Linked DNA regions of Sus scrofa: region 2 is linked to region 1. Evidence: chromatin contacts called from public Hi-C data. All regions are on one chromosome and are shown on one strand. Each heading gives the region's core, a stretch centred on a gene start, on an enhancer-like site or on the middle of the called end of the contact. The rest is flanking DNA. Distances are from core to core; before and after follow the strand shown.

What was found. Hi-C and Micro-C count contacts between places; a contact is called where the count stands out from the background.
Region 2: a contact with region 1 is called in a Hi-C map of heart right ventricle, with 2.6 times the contacts expected there. The contact joins two enhancer-like sites. A contact is called at or near these places in 2 of 47 Hi-C or Micro-C datasets (embryonic fibroblasts and heart right ventricle).

Annotation. Positions count from the first base shown.
Region 1 is chr6:2,035,773-2,041,633 of Sscrofa11.1, reverse strand. No RefSeq gene overlaps it. Among named protein-coding and RNA genes, the nearest start is that of C6H16orf95, 42 kb to the right of the region's middle. Within about 2 kb of position 3,108, at least 13 of the 83 cell types and tissues checked have an H3K27ac peak or open chromatin away from gene starts, as enhancers often do.
Region 2 is chr6:2,445,488-2,451,348 of Sscrofa11.1, reverse strand. It overlaps LOC106510452 (a long non-coding RNA gene), which reads right to left. Exons shown (of 7, transcript XR_002344453.1): 2 at 552-5,861; 3 at 1-45. Among named protein-coding and RNA genes, the nearest start is that of FOXL1, 97 kb to the left of the region's middle. Within about 2 kb of position 3,203, at least 3 of the 83 cell types and tissues checked have an H3K27ac peak or open chromatin away from gene starts, as enhancers often do.

The sequences.
Region 1 (5,861 bases), core at 1,859-4,358:
GACAGGCAGTCGTCTTGAGCCCAACGCCCCTGGCACTGTCCCGTCAGAGCAGATCCAATGTGGCCTCAGCCCATGCGGGCCCTTCACAGAAAGTCAGATGCAGCAGAGAGAATCAACTTGAGGGGCCCCAGGTTGGAATGTATGCTGACCTCAAAGAAAGAGCCCCTGAGCACAGCATGCAGTGCAGGCGCTCAAGCGCTGGGAAGAAATGACAGAGGGACCAGAAGTCACAACAACCGGGGTCCCGTTTGTTTGCTGAGTTAAGCTAAAAGTCTTGGAAACTTCAGTTGGATGGTCCTCCAGATAAAACCCTGGGACTTTCAAACATGCTTTGACAAAGGTAACCTTGCAGGGTAGGGTCCCCAGATGGTGAAAAGAGAGCAGGGGAGGCTCAAAGCAAGGCCTCAGGGCCCAGCTCCTGCATTGGCCTGCAACCTCTGCATCTGGAGATAAAAGGCCAAGGCGGACAGGGCCAGCCCTCTGCCCAAGGGAGCAGCTGGACAGGGAGTGCATTAGGGGGGAAGGGAGGAGGCACCCGGCCTGGGGAAGGAAGGGAGACATCGAGGGAAGCACAGGCGGCAGGATAACCATGAACAGCAGCTTTACTGGATCCACCACTTTCCTTTTATTACAGTTCAAGGCTGAAAGCTGAGCTCTGAGAAAAACCACTGGGAAGCTCTGTGGTGCATATCTCACCACACTGCAGGAGAGTGGATGCTGACTTAGAAGTCATCCCTGTAGACCCACCCTGAACCCAGGGGCCTAGAGTGAAGTCCTTGTACCCCGAGCCCACCCTCTGCCACACCTGAAGCTTTCCCATTGCCATGCCTTTGCCTGGGTTATGCTCTCTGCTAAACATGCCCTTCCCATGTGTCCTCCCCTAAAGAAACCCCATTGTCACCTCCTCCAAGTCGCCCAGGCAGACCAGATTCCTCTCCATCCCTGTCCCCTGAGCACCTAGGCCAGAATCTCCAGAAAGACTACCACACAATTTCCCCTCTGAGGTCAGAGAAGCGGGGTTAGGGGTGCTCATCTGTGTTATCCTGGCTCCCTGCACACAGTAGATGCTCTATGATGCTGGCTCCACTAACCTACAATGATAAGGAGGCCTGCATTCCCCAACCAAACTCTTGAGTCAGAGCAGCACATCAGAGGCACCCACCACCTCTAACTTCAGCACCAAGACCACCAGCCCAGTCCCAGTGCTGCTTTCTATGGAGTGGGCACAGGGTAAGTGCCTTATAGCCATCAATTCCCAACCCCAACAACCCACAGGCATCTGGACTTTTATCTCTACTTCTCAGATGAGGAAACTGAGGCTCAAAGTGCTCTCACCCAGGGACACAGAGAAGGGGGCACAGCTAGAGCCCACCTTCCTGATCACGTACAAAGACAGAATTAGGTTCTCAGCCTCACCTGCCTTTCCCACAGGATTTCCAGGCAAAACTAAAAAAAAAAAAAAAAAAATCTTCCCAAGTTGCTGTGGCTGTGGTGTAGGCCGGTAGCTGTACCTCCAATTCAACCCTGAGCCTGGGAACTCCCATATGCCATGGGTGAGGCCCTAAAAAGCAAAAAAAAAACAAAAACAGGAGTTCCCGTCGTGGCGCAGTGGTTAACGAATCCGACTAGGAACCATGAGGTTGCGGGTTCTATCCCTGCCCTTGCTCAGTGGGTTAACCATCCGGCGTTGCCATGAGCTGTGGTGTAGGTTGCAGATGCGGCTCGGATCCCGTGTTGCTGTGGCTCTGGCGTAGGCTGGCGGCTACAGCTCCGATTGGACCCCTAGCCTGGGAACCTCCATATGCCGAGGGAGCGGCCCAAGAAATAGCAACAACAACAACAACAACAAAAAAGACAAAAGACAAAAAAAAAAAAAAAAAAAAAACTCTGACCTCTAAGACAAGTCCTTACAGAAGCAGAACTCAAAATTCAGATACAGAACCTGATCGAAATTTTTAACTCATTTTCAGAATCTTTTTCTTCCAGAAAACTAGTCCAATTGCCCAAGATTTCCCCCATCTTAAAGTCAAACTAGGGAATAAAACCGAGATTGCGCTGCTCTCCTTCACCTCCCTGCCCATAAAATGTGTGACAGCGCCACCTACTGGCAAGCAAGCATAGGACTACGGGCTCCCAGCTTCGAGGTGTCCAGCGACCTGGCCCTGCAGAGATCTCTTGAGCAGTTTAGCCTCTTCAGTCCCATTCAGGAATAGACATGAGGTGTGGAAAGGAGGTTGGACTGGCCTCTGTGCACTCACTTATCTGCTGCAGGAGCTGCGATAATGGGACCTTTCAGAGCTGCCCAGCAGCATATTTCAAAAGTCAAGTACCGAACGGGCTGTGAGCCAGAGGGCACAGGGCTTCCTAAGACCAGGAGAGCAGTCCAGGGCAAGCTCTATGGGGAAGGACCAGGCTAAGGGAGCCCTGACCGACAGCCAAGTTGGGGGCCTGGGGAAGAAATCAAGGGCAGGAAGGCAGGTGCTCAGTGCCCAGTACAGGACCTGGCACAGGGGGAGCCCCAGGAAATACTTCAGGAAGTGAAAGGAGCTGAGTCAACCAGCACGCAGGCCTGCCTACTCTCAACCACAGCCGTGGGCATGCCGGGGGTACAGCCTGAACAAGGCAGGCAGGCTTCCCCTCCAGCCCAGCACACACTGGAGGGGGAGACACTGGAAATACACAAATAAATATATAGATAACAGTTCCACGTGGTTTGAAACAGAAGTTAAAGTCTCCAGGTAGGTTCCTCCACATTGCTCCCAATAAACACTGCTACAGGAGGAGCCAGGGTCACCCAGAGATGGAGGCCTCTTGAAACTTTCATTCATGTGTTCATTCAGTAAATATGGACGGAGTGTCTACACAATGCCAGGTACTGCAATAAGCACTCTGGTGCGTCAGCTCTGTCACCACAACCCCTATGAGGCAGAGGGAGAATCTGTATTTCATAGATTCAGAAATGTATTCCAGGGAGGTTAATTTATCCAAGGTCACACAGCTTCTCAGTAGCAGAAGCAGGATCTGAGCCGAGGTTCAACCCCAGGGGCGTGTACTATGTGTGCTGAGCCTCATGATGGCCTTTCATCCGGGAGATATTTACAGAGTTCCTGCCACAGGGCAGGCACTGAGCCAGGTCCTCGGAACACACCAGTGAGCAGAACAGAATGAGGGCCTTCCCTCAATTAGGAGCTGAGGCTGGGAAGACAGATGAGAAACAACTGAAGGAGAGAACAAGATGCAGGGGAAGGGGAGGCGAAGTGCCCAAGAACAGAGCAGGACACACCCGCTTTCAAACTTAGCCTTGACGTCCTCTTTCTGAGCCTGTTTCCTCAACTAAAAACAGAAATAAGATCAGGGCCAATGTGAAGATTAAATACCGGGAACCCAGGACATACCCCACACAGGACCTGTTTGTACCAGCAGCTCAGGAAGAAAGGCTGCCAGAGGCCTGCAGGGAGGGCGGCTGAGAGGGGCAGGAGCTTGGCGCTGTTTAAGAGTGCTCTGATGGCCATCCCGGGGACAGCCGGGTGGCCATGACAGGAGAGAAAGCCAACTAGCACATCAAACACCCTGTTGGTGACAGTGCAGAGGTCCTTGGGTATGTTATGTTTTTTTAAGGGGGAAGATTCTTGGGAGTTCCCGTCATGGCACAGCGGAAATAAATCTGACTAGGAACCATGAGGACTCAAGTTCGATCCCTGGCCTCGCTCAGTGGGTTAAGGATCTGGCGTTGCTGTGAGCTGTGGTGTAGGCTGGCGGCTACAGCTCCGATTGGACCCCTAGCCTGGGAACCTCCATATGCTGCTGCTGCGAGCATAAAAGGACAAAAGACAAAAAATAAATAAATAAGGGGAAGATTCTTTTTGTTTAAGACTTTTTATTTTTATAGTGTCAGACTAGCAAAAAAAAATTCAGAATAGTATAAAAAATCCCAGGTGCCCTTAAACTGGACACCTCCAGTGTCAACACCTTCCCACATCGGCCTTCTCATTTTCTCTTGCACACTTCTTCTCAGAGCCATTAGCGAGTAAGCTGCCGCACAGATGCGATGCCTTCAGCCTCTATGTACTTAACATGAGTGTCTTTAAAGAGGAATATTCTCTTTCCAACTACAGTTGGAAAGCATCTCAAAATAGAGAAATCAGCTTTGATATAATGTCACTAATCCACAGGCCTTACTTGGATTTCACCCACTGTCCCAAAAACATCCAAAGAAAAGCCCAGAACACACACTGCATTCCACTACCCTGTCCCTTTAGTCTCCTCTCACCTGGAACATTCCTCAGTCTGCCTGGGCTGTCTGGGGTCAGTTATTGTGCAGAATGTCCTTCAAATTAGGTTTGTCTGGAGTTCCCATTGTGGCTAAGTGCTTAATGAACCCAACTAGTACCCATGAGGACTGGGGTTCGATCCCTGGTCTCGCTCAGTGGGTTAGGCATCTGGCATCGCTGTGAGCTGTGGTGTAGGTGGATCTGGTGTTGCTGTAGCCAGAAGCATCAGCTCCAACTCAACCCCTAGCCTGGGAACTTTCATATCCCATGGGTGCAGCCTTAAAAAGACAAAAAAAAAGGGTTCGTCTGGTATTTTGTCATGTTCGGCATCAGGGTGTGCATTTCGGGTGGGAAACCCCGAAAGTGATATTGTGTCCTTCCCAAGGTGCTGTATCAGGAGACCTGGGAAGTCTACTTGTCCATTAATGATGAGGCTACTATTGATTAAGACAGTGTCTGCCAGATTTTTTCACTGTGAAGTTCATTCTTTACTCTTCATAATTAGTTTCTCATGGAGAGGTTATCTGAGACCACATAAATATTCCGTTACTCAAGAAACTTTCCCATTAACATCCAGTAATGATTCTTGCCTGAATCAATGACAACTACAATGGAATGGCCATCCAGTGGTGGCTTCCTTTTTTTTTTTTTTTTTAATTTTTTAGCTGCAGCATGCAGTGACTTGATATGGGATCTCAGTTCCCATACCAGGGACTGAACCTGGGCCTCAACAGTGTAAGTGCTGAGTCCTAACCCACCAGACCACCAGGAGACCATCCCAGTTGTGGCTTTTTTTTTTTTTTTTTTTTTTTTTTGTCTTTTTAGGGCTGCACCCATGGCATATGGAGGTTCCCAGGCTAGGAGCCGAATCAGAGCTGCAGCCACCAGCCTGCACCACAACCACAGCAATGCCAGATCTGAGCATATCTGCCACCTACACCCACTGCTCATGGCAACACCGGATCCTTAACCCACTAAGCAAGGCCAGGGATCGAACCCCCGTCCTCATGGACACTAATCGGGTTCGCTAACCTCCGGTTGTGGCATTCTAATCATTTCCCCTACCTTGATTCGTTGGTACTGCAGCACACCTTTTCTCAGAAACAGAATACCACCTAACATGGGAAATCAGTCTCCCTGCTTCCTTCCTGCCCCTAGCTGTTCTTCACAAAATAGTCAGAGAGATCCTTTGACAAGGAAATCAAAAGAGTGTTCATGTGCAAAAGAGTGAAGCTGGACCACTACCTACCTCACACCATACATAAAAACTAACTCCAAATGGATCAAGCAGCTCAATGTAAGAGCTAAACTCTAAGCTCTTAAGAGAAAACATGGGGGGTGGGTAGTTTCCACTGTGGCACAACAAGTTAAGATCTGGCATTGTCTCTGTGGCAGCACAGGGACAGTGGTGAAGAATTTGGTGTTGCCACAGCTGTGGCTCAGATTCAATCCCTGACCAGGGAAGTTCCATAGGCCCTGAGTATGGCCAAAAAAAAAAAGAAAAGAAAAGAAAGAAAACTAGGTTCCCTGGTACCCTAGTGGGTTAAGGACCCAGATTGCCACTGCTATGGCTTGGGTCTCTCCCTGCAG
Region 2 (5,861 bases), core at 1,954-4,453, 410 kb before region 1:
GCAGATGATGAGAAAGGCAGTGGTCTGGTTCTGAGGTGTCGAAACCTGGGTGAGATGGAAAGACAGGCTTTACCCAGTCGCCGTGGGGCTGCGGTGTGCAGTGCGTGAAAGTCGGCGTGAGACCACAGGGCCCCTGCGCTCTGGGTAAGTACCCGCTCTCCATCTCCGCCTGTGTGCCCCGCCCCGCGAGCCGCGCCCCACTCACACGTCCTCCAATCTGTCAGCCCCTGTGGGGCCTACGGTGACACCACGGGAGGGTGGCTGCGGTGATTCAAACCGACACTAACACCGGGTCTGGCGAACCCAGCGAACGGCCGTGAGGGTGCAGCCCCTTCTGGACTTGCAGGCTCTGCGCAGCCGCTTGTTCCCCGCGGCCCCACCAGCCGCTCACCTCCGCCCCGCCCCCTGACCGCGTTGTTTTCTCCGAGGGCGCCCCTTGGACACCGCACCCCTTTCTTTTCTTCTGGCGTGCGGACCTCAGACGGATCGAAGAGGAGCACGGAAATTCTCAGGGTGCCCTTCTCCTAGATTCCCCAGGTATGAGTAGTTACCTGATTTGCTGTTCCCTTCTCCCTGCTACACACGCACGCACGCACACACGCACGCACACACGCACGCGCGCGCACGCGCACACGCAGAGGCAGATGCAGACAAGATCCGCCTTTCCCTTAACGGCATCACGTACATTTCCTAAAAACGAGGGGTTCCCTTTGGAACCACAGCACAAGGATCAAAATCAGGGAAGCACAATCGCCCCGCCGCCCTGGGCTGCTCCATGGACCGTACTCAGAGCTCTCCAGCTGCCCCAAGACAGCTCTTGCTTTTCCTGCAAGTAGGTGAGTCGACAGCGGCCGTGCACCGGCTACACCTGGATCCAGCCCCCGCGGCTTCTCTGTTCAGCCCCTGCGCTCGGCCTCATCTTGCGTCAGGTTGAAGTAATACTCCGGTGACTGGCCAGCAGGGCAGGTGTTTCAGAGCTACGCATCAACAAGGCCGGCTTTGATTTTGCGATGGAACTTCTAAACCTGACTGTGTGTGTCAGCCGTGGGAGCAAGGGCACCCCCGCATGTGAGCACAGACTCACAGAGGCACGGCTGTGTTCGGGCAGGGGTGCTGGTCTCGTACTCATATGCCCTTCTGGCTGACCTTGGGACAGTAAACGCAGCCCCCTCGGGCGCTTTCCTCATCACCGGTTGACCTTCAGGAAAGACCACTGTTCTTTAGCGGGATGTATTTTGTTTGTCTACGGACAGTCTAAGTCCACAGATGTACTGAGGGGACTGTGTGTGTGTGTGCCCCTACGAGCATGCCTGTGTGTGCACAGGGAGGGATGGAAGGGCCCAGCTCTGCCTCTCTGCCTCCCCCACTCCCACCAGCCTGGGCTCTGTCCGCAGGCCAGCTCCCGGGGGCGGCAGGATGGCTGCAGGTGGCACCTGGGAAACCTGCTTTCCTGTTGGCTCCTAGGCGAGGGAGCCCCACTTGCACGGCAATCAGCCCTTCCTCTATCTGATGGGACACCACACTGGTAGGCGCCCACCCCCACCGCAGCAACAGCTGCCAGGGAACTGCCAAGAGCTGACCGGCTGAAGCCTTGGTCCCAAATCATGGGCCAGGGGTAGGGTCCCCTAATTAGGCCTCATCCCTGAGATGTGAGAGCCCCAGCACCTGCCAGTCACCTGGGGAGAGGGTAGAAAGTCGAAAAAAATTACTGCTCTTGCAGGGACCAGGAAGCTAGTGCGGATGCTGGCACAGCAATCAGCAGTGACCACGATTCCCATTTCACAGATGGACAAATGGAGGCCGGGGAGGATTACACTTGCCTGATGTTGCAGCCGGCCAGGCAAGCATTTGAAACCAGGTCTGTTTTGGCTTCAAAGTCCGTGAGTTTTCCATCATATCCTCTGATCCCTCCTTGTCGACTGAGGACAGCTGGGCCAGACAACATCGCAGGCTGCCAATTATCCAACCTACGACAAGGTGTTTACAGCAAAGATGCCCAGGGGGCACTCTTCACGACAGCCAAGAGGGGGAGGCAAGTCAAGTGCCGTCCGTGGCTGACCGGAGACGCACCGTATGGTCCGTCCACACATCCGCGCAGCGGGTATTACTCAGCTTCGCAAGGAATGAAGCACCGACACGGGCCCAACCTGGATAAACTCTGAAGACGTTAAGCTACGTGGAGCGAGGACTCAAATTTGTAAAGACAGAAAGTAAAACGGGGGGTGGGGGTGTCAGGAACTGGGGGAAGAGACTGTGTTTAGTGGGGACAGAGGGTCCCCTGGGAAGATGAAAAAGTTCCAGAGAAGGTCTAGGTCTAACCGCAATGTGACTTAATGCCGCAGAACTGTGCGGTTAAATCAGTGAGGTTTAAATCAGGTATATGTTGCCGTGATTTTAGAAAACTACGCGGTATCTTTAAAAGCCGCATTCAGGGGAAGGCAGCATGCTAATCCCTTGCGTGAAGCAGTTTTGCGGAAGCAGGGACAGCTGCCACTCCTCTGGTCCCTCTAAACCCTCCTGACTTCACTGCCCCCCCCGCACCCCTCCCGCCCCCGTCAGCCGTCCCGAGGCTCCTGAAGAGCGAGCAGCAGCGAGGTCTCAAAGCGTGAGCAGCAGCTTGCAAACGTTCCTCCCGTCGCACTCGTGGGCCTGACGTTGGAAATGAATGGTTTCCCGTTGTACCACTGACCCCTGTTGTGTGTTCTATTAATACCACATGTTACTATTCACGGCCACAGTTTCAGAGGAGCCTGGCCTTGTGCGTCCTCTGCCATCCCGCCTGGCATCAGCACAGCCCACGTGGGCGCAGAAGCCCAGGGCCTCCTCCACCCAGCGTGGTTCTGCCTCTCGTCCCGACCAGAAGGCAGGCGTGGGCAGGACGCAAGTCGTCAGGGGAAAGGTGGGTTTTATCAGCGCCACAAGACCCAGCGAAGCGGGCCCATGCTTTGTCAAACGTGCATTTGGCAAATGATTCCCTGTGGGCTGCAGAAATCCAGATGGAGGAAGTCTTCTAAGTGCGACGTCAGAATGGTACATCTGCTGAGCCCAACAAGTGCACGGGGCCAAGGGGAAGGAGTGGGTTGTCCACAAAATCTTAGAGCACGGATGTGGTTCTGGTGGCTCGTCCAAGAGAAGACAAAGGCCCAGTGTCCACACCCCCTGCGGGGCTGGGGCGTGGTTAGAGCTGGGGGAAGTCTAAGCCTCACCCAGAAGGGCTCTCAGTCTCACAGGCAGGAGACAGAGGCACGGGCAGGTGGGCAAGGTCAGTGGCCCAGGGCTGCCCAAGGCTGGACTTTGGCCCTGGGGCTCTGTGGCCTCGGCCCAGTGTCCTCTGGCCTCACCAGGCTGGACCAGGCAAGCAGCCGCTGACAGCGCGGCTTCGCTCCTCAAGGCACTGCCATCTACCGCCTCGCTGCTCTCCCCTGTGGGCAGCAGTCTGGGGCCTGGGCTCAGATGGGAGCTTACCTGACACCACGCCTGGTGCATAGTCACGGTGAGTCACGGAGAGGCCAACAGAGCACGACTGGGTGTCCGTGAGGGCTCCGCGGGGGCGCCGGGACAGGCCGGGTGGGAAGGACGGCGGTCCACAGAGGGCCTGCAGGAGCCCACTGCCGCATGCCCGCTGGGCGTCTCGTGGGGCTGAGACAGGGCTGGGACCGGAGGCTTGCCCCCTCGAGCTCTTTCGACGGCTCTGGTGGGTGCCTGCTCTGCTTTGACAGCGGTATTCAGAAGCCTGAAGCCGAGCAGGCCACTCTCACTTCCCCGGCCAGATCCCTCCTTCCCGCCGCCCGGCCATGTGCCTCGGGAGGCCACCTGCAGGGACGAGGCTCCCGTGCTTCCTGCTGGGCTCAGCCCGTGGGAGACGCTGGAAGCGGACTGGAGGGCAGGAGCAGAGAGGGGGAGGCTGGGGTGCTTCCGTCCTGCCCCTCCTGCCTGGCTGATGCTCGCCCGGCCCTTTCCCCCGCCCCTCCCAGCCAGGGGGCACTGGCTCCCACCCTGTCCGTCCCTGGACGCTTCCCCGTCCTTGTCAGTGCCCGGAACCCCGCCCTCGCTCCAGAAACACCCCGATACCTTCCTCCGTGAGCTCTGGGGGAGGCTGCTTTCCTGTCGAGACCATGCTGGGCAGAGGGGTGATCATCAGACCACAGGAGCGGTGACGTCTAGACTCAAGGCAAAGATAGCACATGTCTGCACAGTTGGGGACCCCCTCGAGAGCCCACCTCAAAGGCACGAATGTTACGGAAAAGTGACCCGGAGGCCTGGGCTGCTGCTGCAGGGTGGGGAAGTCTGCAGACACGGGAGCTTGTCTGGGGCCCAGCGGCTCCGCTCCCACCGAGGCGGAAGGGCCTCTGAGGCCTGAGGCTGGTCTGGGAGCTCGCCTGGAGTCCAGTCACGACCCCCCCCGCCCCCTCCCTCCCTCTCCCCCCACTCCCTTTCCTCAGGAAGCACAGAGTCAAGAAAGCAGATGTAAACCCCATTCTGCAGCTTTTCACCCAATTCAGCAGTTATAACCTGTGCTCCTTGGACCCTGAGCTACTTCCAGGGCCTCTTCACGACATTTTGGAATGTTACAAAATCACGCGTGGGCAAAAAATCCATTCAAAGTTCAGGGTAGACCCATGGAACTGAACAGAACAGGGACGAGATAGTTCATTACCGCAACTTACCTTGAAGGAACGACCTCTTGGCGAGTTTTGGTGTACTATTAAAGAATGACACCCACAACCAATAACCCACCTCTTAATTTCCAAATACATACTCACGTGTGGCCAGGCTTCTTTTCCTAGGCACCAGATTGAAAGCAGACGCAGATGCGAGAACCCCGCTGTTTCTGTTAAGCCAGACATTAAACAGGTTTGCAAACATGGACAAGGTGAATCTTCACGCTACTTTTCTCTTTTGAAAAATAGGATTATTTTTTTCCAAAATAGGTCAAATGTGTTCCTATACAATGGGCTTATCCCTGTGCTCACTTGGAACTTAATGGATAAAAGAGTCTTACGTTTTATCAGTTTTACTCACAAATACTACAGATACCGACAGACCTGAGCCCCCACAGCCAAGCCCTCGGGAACTCCCACCAAGCTTTAAGAGAACAGAGCGGGGCCGAGAGCCCATAGCCTGGGGACGGGGCTGTGAACACCAACGTGCGGGGCCGCCTGAGGAAGGGCCAGGCGGCGCTCGACACCCACGCCCGGCACCCCACCAGGCTTGGGCTACCGTTAAATTACGTGCTGGAGATTTAGGGTCCGGTCTTACAGTGTCAGACTGCCCGGGAGGTTTGGGTTTGGGTCTATCGGTCTGAAAGCTGTGCAGCTCTGGGCAAGTTCATTTCCTTCTCTGAGCCTCGTCTGGAAAGGATTCAGCGTTTCCCACCGGACAGGAAGGTGCCTGGGAGCTGAGCGGGGCCAATGAGGAGGGTGTGGGTGCGGCCTGACGCAGCAGCTCACGTCCGAGTTCTCCTCGGGTCCTTGCGCAGCCCCTGGCCCGGTCTTGTCATCCCTCCAGGCTGCTTGTGAGGGTGGGTGAGCTGGCGCCTGTCCGTGCACAGACTGGAGATCCCACGCCCCTCACTGCCCTTCTCTCGCTAAGCGGAGGGACCCCTGCCTGCAGACACCCTTCTCTGAAGGTTAAGGAGGCCTGCAGACCTGGAGGACCGCACACACATCTGGGAAAAGAGGCCTTTGCTTTCCCGGCCTCGGGCCAGGGGCTTGTTTAGAAACCTCCAGGGGGCAAGGAAGCCCAGTCCACGGCAGAGACTGCCCTTCCTGGACCCTTGAGAAACAGGTATTTCACGCTGTGTTGGCACCACGGCCAGCCCACAACCCCTGTGCTTGTCTGCCTGGCTGTTGGGTAATTTT